Linked DNA regions of Capra hircus: region 2 is linked to region 1. A link is a contact called in public Hi-C data. All regions are on one chromosome and are shown on one strand. The core of a region is the stretch at or near the end of the contact, and the rest is flanking DNA. Distances in the headings are between cores, read along the strand shown.

Region 1 (3,320 bases), core at 52-2,551:
AAAGTGTTTTTTGTTACGTCTGTAGATTTGATATCCAAAGATGCAGAACTCCCGACAACCCATGCCCACCAGGTCCATCCCACACTTGACAATTCAGCTGTCAAGTGACTCAAGCCAGCACTTTCCCAAAACTCAGTTGAGAATGCTTTTTTTCCTAACCTGTGTGCTGACAGACCTCTCTTTTTTATATATATTTTATTTTTTGACTGCACTGCACGGCTTGTGGGATCTTAGTTCCCCAACCAGAGATCAAACCTGCACCTTCAGCAGTGAAACCACTGGACCACCAGGGAATTCCTGAGGCTGCTGCTTTTTGAGAGGAAGAAATTCACTTTCCATTCCTCTAAACCTGTTCACCTCTATCCTTGCATATGTTAAGTCACCAAAAAACGAATTTACCTGGACTGTATTAAGCTTAAGCTTAATTACAAGCTACCAGGTCTGTGGTTTTTAAGAGAAATTCCATTTTAATAACATTTGAGAATTTCATTGTCTCTCCATACAAATGATTTGTTTCTTTGAATCAAATGATGTGAACCACATATGCTAAGTTTTCCCCTTTTGCTTCAGCTTCCAGGAATTTTGGGGATAAGCAGTTTTCTAATTCCCTGGTACATCTGTCTCACTTCCTTTATTCTGGCTTCTAATCTTTCTCTTCTATGTTTTCATTTTCTGCATCCATACTGTCCAGTATGGCAGCCTGTATTCACATGCGGCTACTGAGCACTTGACAGGTAGCTTGTTCCAGCTGGGATGTGCTATAAGTGTAAAGTATCTCAATTTTTAATATTGATTATATGTTGAATGACATTTTGGACATAATGGGTTAAATAAATTACTAAACCTAATTTCACCTGTTTCTTTTGACTTTTCTTTATACAGCTATAGGAAAATTCAAATTATGTATATGGGGAAAAAACTACACACATGGCCAGCATTTGTGATATTCATTATATTTCTGTCAGGACAGCTCTTTTCTACAAATCATCCTTTTCCATGAGTGTGTTATTACCATAAAATACCTCAAGTCCTTTGGGAAAACAAGTAGTAACTGCCACAGTGACAGCAGTGGACGGCGTGAGAAGGGGAGGCTGACTGGGACACATGCTTGTCAGTCTATTTACCTTGTGTTTGTGCCACATACAAACCCCCTCTGGCAAAGTATGCCAGCTCTCCCTCCCCAGGCGAGTGGTGGTCTTATGGCTCTGCCCAGTCTGAGAAAATTCTCAGCTTTATTTGAGCCAACAAATTGGAAAGGATCTGATAAGACAATTCACACCACATTGTGAATGACGGTAACACTGTTCACCCCTCTCAGGGGGTATTTCCATTTTAACAGGGGACAATCCCTGAACCCAAAGGAGTGAATCCCTAATGGTGGAGTTTCATGCATCAGTGACAGGTGAGTGAGAGTGAGGCAGACTCTGGTTTTATGTGTACGTGTGTTTATATATGTACTACTACATTCAGGATGTAGCTAAAAGTAAGGTCTCTTGATGGAAAGATGACGGGGGATGGGGGTGGGGGCCGACAGACAAGCAGAGAAGGTAGCAAATCCCCATCTGTGTCAGGCTGTAAAGGGCTGGCAGACACCAAATCCACTACAGGCCCTCAGGGGTTTGTTAAGCAACAGAATAGCCCAGTTGATGTCACCAGAGGATAGGTATCAAGACAGCCTCTGTGGTAGCTACTGTGGAGTAGCAGGAAGGGTCTCAGAGTAGGATTCAGGAGACTATGATGGCAGTCCTCAGCTGACTCACTGGCTTAACTTTGGGCAAGTGCTTCCACCCTGGGGTCTCAGTTTCTTCGTCTGGAAAGTAGAAGGTGTTTTAACTGTCAGTGAACTCTCGGGGATATGAAGGTGCTCGGAGAAGTAGGAAGTGCCCTACGAATGCAAGGAATCATGATTGGGATCTTCAAGTAGAAATGCAGCCACACAAACCTGGGGTGGAGGGCTCTGGGGAAAACCCGAGGGCCGAACACCAGTCCTTCTCTGTCCTCCCAGGCTGAACCCGGATTCCCAGGGCCCATGCTTACACCTGACAAATGATGGCCTGAGCTATGAACAAACGGAACTATATGAACACTTCGGTGCAAGAGCCCCCTCTTGACTACTCCTTCCGAAGCATCCACGTGACCCAAGGTCAGCAACCAGAGCACGGCACTCCACTCACCATGGCAGCAGGCTGGGTGTGGTCCCTAGGGAGAAAACAGCCTTTTCTTTAAAAGCCTAAAGAGATTCTTCCCATAAGCCTATGGGATTTTTGTCATCATTTTGGGGAGAAGTAGTGGGTAGGGAGGTGGGAGTAGAAGAATCTGGCATTTAAAAAAATCAGCACATCTGAAAGGAACCAAGGGAGCTTTTAGGGTAACTGATGCTCTTCAAAAGAATCCAGGCTACAGCAGGAAAGTCAGGTGGAAGAAAACTGGGGAGCCAGTCTATCAGCTGATAGTTTTATTCTCCGTTTCTTACTTGGAGAGAAGAGACTAATGAAAGAAAAATACAGGCTGCTTCAGCATCCCAGTCAACAGGCAGAACCTACTCTCCTGTCTCAGACACAAGCCTGTCCTGATCACCGGTAGAAACATGCACGGTCTTGTTACTAACAAACTGGCATGTTTCCAGTCGAAATAGTTATTGACAAATTTTATATTCATTCCGGTCATATCCAAGTTTATTCCATTATCACCCACGTTTATTGCATGTGCCAGCACCGCCCATGCTCATTTTATCTTTCAGCGTGTTTGTAAGGGGGTAGTTAGTACTTCTCAGGAGGGGACAGAGGAAGGCTTCAGCAAGATCATATTCTCAAGGTAATATGCTTCTTCCCAGGGAAGTTCTTCTGTCTTTGTTATCTGCTCTCATAAACACATCAGTACGTCTGCCCTCACAGAACACAGGCTGGCCTATCCTAGACGCATTACCTGGCTTTGGTTGTCTCAGGTAATCAGAGAAAGTTCAAGAAGCAGATGAATAGTTATCAAGGATACTAGATACTACTGAGGTTTGGGTTTAGGGTACTTACAGCTTGGGTTGACATCAGTCACAACAGTAACTCCTGCTTGTTCTCTCACACATCCACTGGCTGTGACCTTCCTTTCTTATGCACACCATCAGTTCTGACTGATGGGAGTCCATGTTCCACAGAGTTTTAGCTGAAATAATGGCTATGCACAAGATAGCTGAGGTGACAGAGGAAGAAGGAAGTATGACTCCTACCCACCCTGGGAATTCCCAGCTCTGAGTGGGGAGATGTAGTTCTGCCCTCCATTGTGTCCTCAGAATGAGGAGAGAAGTTACTATGACCAAGTATAACTCC
Region 2 (3,050 bases), core at 188-2,687, 55 kb before region 1:
TTGACCCTATGGACTGTAGCCCACCAGGTTCTTCTGTACATGGGATTCTCTAGGCAAGAATACTGGAGTGGTTGCTATGCATTCCTCTGGGGGAATCTTCCCAATGCAGGGATCAAACCTGCATCTCTTATGTCTCACTGCACTGGCAGGGAGATTCTTTCAAGCTAGCACCACCTGGGAAGCCCACTGGAAGCTTTGCATGTGTCCTTATTTACTCTGCACGTCAATCTTAAGAGCAATTAATCATCTTCATTTTACAGACAGGGAACCCCTGTCTAGGAAGGTCACACAAACAGTAGAGTAGAAGGGCAAGACCTCAATCTTACCCTGCCTGTGCCCCTATACCCATCACTTAAGCAATTAATTTAGGGTTACCACGGGAAACTGTTCTCCCAGCAAGGGGAAGAAGGTAACATGGATCTTTCTGTCTCCTTGGAGTGGAAGGAATGGGAACCCAAGGTGATGAGTCCCCAAAATCAACCCCCTGCTCTCCCTGGATCTGAGACTCATACTCTGGGACTCGGGATACTCTCCTCCAACTGGTGCAGGCCAGACCCAGAGAAGGCACCCTGGCCATACTCATCTTGGTGGCACACAGTGGGTGGCCTCAAGCCTCTGCCCCTCCCGACACCTGAGACCTGGTTCTTCTGGCCACCCGAGCCCCAGGAAGCAGCTCCTTCCCAGCCAGAAAGAAAGGTGCTTACTCTGCAGAAAACTGCACACAAACTCCAGTCTCTCCTGCACCGGCCGCTGCAGGATTTGCTGCCCCTCATCAGTGCCAAGGCTAGAAAAAGAACAAGTGTTAGAACCAGAGTACTTGGCCAGCCTTCCCTCCTGGCTACTGCATTACCTGCCACCTTCCCATCCCTTCAGGATGGGTCTCTGTTGGATCTGATGGAGAACCAGGCCAGGCGCTGGAAGCAGGGGAGAAGACACCATTTACCCAGAAGGAACTGTGTGGTGGCTGAGAAGTGGGGACTTGAGGCCTGAGGCCCTCCTGGAAAAGACGGCACTCTGCCACCCCATTTGTGAATATGGAAAAGCTCTGTGGGAAGCGGGCTGAGAAGTGATGGAGGCAGCACAGATGGATGGGAAGTTGGGGTCAATAGTCCGGAATGGCTCAAGTGTAAAAGGTCAGGACGCCTGGGAACACGTGACAAGAGGACAAGTGCGTGAGGACTATGTACGCGGCTAGAGTTAAGAGAGGACTATGGAAACGGGAAATCAGATCCAAGAACTGAAAGAGCAGGTGGGAACAAGGCTCTGAAGTGGCATGGCAAAGGTCAACACTCACTAGGCTGAAGGCTGAGGTGGCCTCCGAGGGGCCAGGCCAAGGGACAATCACTCTTGATCTGTGACCTTCCTGGCGCTGGTTTAAGTGGAAATGTGAGTAAAGTGTGAAGAGCAAGGATGGCAGGGAGCAGCAGGGGGCGCTCTCATACAGGCCTGGCCCTAGCCCCTTTCGCTAAATGCAGTTTCATTTTCAGAAGTGACTACCCTCATTTAAAAGTTAGAAAGTCGACTTTTCTATCGAGGCTACAGCTGAAGATACTGATTAAAAGGCCTCCTGTTATTCAGATCCCACAGCTCCAGGTTTCAATCCACTTTCCAGAGGGCAGGGCAGACTTGAGAATCCCCCTGCAAAGCACAGAAGCATCCCAGCCAAGACTGGGAGTTACTCTGTCCAGCTCTGGAGTGATTACAAAGGCTTCTTCCAAGGGAAGCCCCACAAGCAGCACTCTGGGTACCTGGTCTGTGATTAGGGACACCTACAAATTCCTTCAGAGATGCTAATCTCCTCACAGACTCCTGAAAGAGCCATCCTCCCTACCCACCTAGGTGTATTCCATTTGATAAAAAAAAATAAACATGGTACTTCGGTTAAATGTTTGAGAAATACTGGGTTAAATCCAACTGAACATTTTCTAAAGAAGAAGGCATAACAGGCATTATTTCCTAAACATATCTGACCACAAAACACATTTTTTTCCCCACTGAGCCCCTGAGATAGTATAGTCACATGGAACATGCTTTGGAAAACACTGGTCCTGGGGAAACACAGCCCATCCTTTAAGAAGACAGCATTCAAGTCTCATCTCTGGCAGGAAGCCAAGCAGAACCACTGCTAGTCATGTCTCCCCCTCCTTCTCAGGCATTCCTACAACACTCCACGGACCCATGCACATCATTTATAAGTGACCACTCTGTGTGAGCTGAAAGATAGGAATACAGCAGGTGCTGAATACATATGGGCTGACTGACCAATGAGGAACGCTTTTAACTGGCATGAGCAGAGGTCAACATCAGTAAGGCAAGTATCAGGGCTTTAAGTTTTCTGGGAAAATGCCTCCATTGAACTTTGATTTGCAAGCCTCACAGATATCAAAGAGATGGGATAGCCTATTTGGTTCAGGCTATTCATACACAGAAAAATGGAGAAACTTGTCAGAGGGGTTGACTCTAATGAATTTTCCGAGAGAGAAAGCCAAGTGGCCAAGGAACAAGCATTTGTTCGATTCCCACAGATTCTATCTGCTGCCAACCCAGCCCTCCTTCATTGTCTTTCCCTGAGAACCAGGTGTCTGATTTCTGTTAGCAACAGTAGGAGCTGTTCACAAACGAATCAGCCAGAACACATTCACCAATAACATTTTCCCAAAGAAAGTTGGTCAGCATCACCCTGTATCTGCGGTGAAGATCAGGGTTAACCTGGGATTTCAATAGCACTTCCAACCAACACACACACACTCTCTCTCTCCCCACTGCTACTGTTCTCCCCACCTGTCTCTTCTAATCTAAAGCTCAGGCAGCACCTTAGAATAACTTGGAAAATGGGCATCTTGAACTTTTCACCTGCCTTATGCAAATTTCCCACTGAGTTATAAACTTACAGTGGCTAAACCAAGGATATACATCCTTACCCCTGGACACATCTACTGCTTTTGTCATCAGGCAAGGAAATTTATCTCCTCAAAAGCAAAAGCTTGATCCTTCCATGCTGCACACTATTATCTGTTACAATGAGGGAAGTCATACCTGGCTGTCTCTCC

The links. A called contact is a pair of places that touch in the nucleus more often than the background predicts.
Region 2: a Hi-C map of blood shows a contact between it and region 1, with 7 times the contacts expected there. The contact joins the enhancer-like site here to the promoter of LOC102173865 in region 1. A contact is called at or near these places in 4 of 5 Hi-C or Micro-C datasets (blood and liver).

The regions. Positions count from the first base shown.
Region 1 is chr15:31,708,998-31,712,317 of ARS1.2, reverse strand. It overlaps LOC102173865, which reads left to right and starts at 1,301. Exons shown (of 6, transcript XM_018059413.1): 1 at 1,301-2,143. The coding sequence starts at 2,062.
Region 2 is chr15:31,764,773-31,767,822 of ARS1.2, reverse strand. It overlaps NUMA1 (nuclear mitotic apparatus protein 1), which reads right to left. Exons shown (of 27, transcript XM_013969704.2): 5 at 705-784. Among named protein-coding and RNA genes, the nearest start is that of IL18BP, 24 kb to the left of the region's middle. Within about 2 kb of position 1,437, at least 2 of the 5 cell types and tissues checked have an H3K27ac peak or open chromatin away from gene starts, as enhancers often do.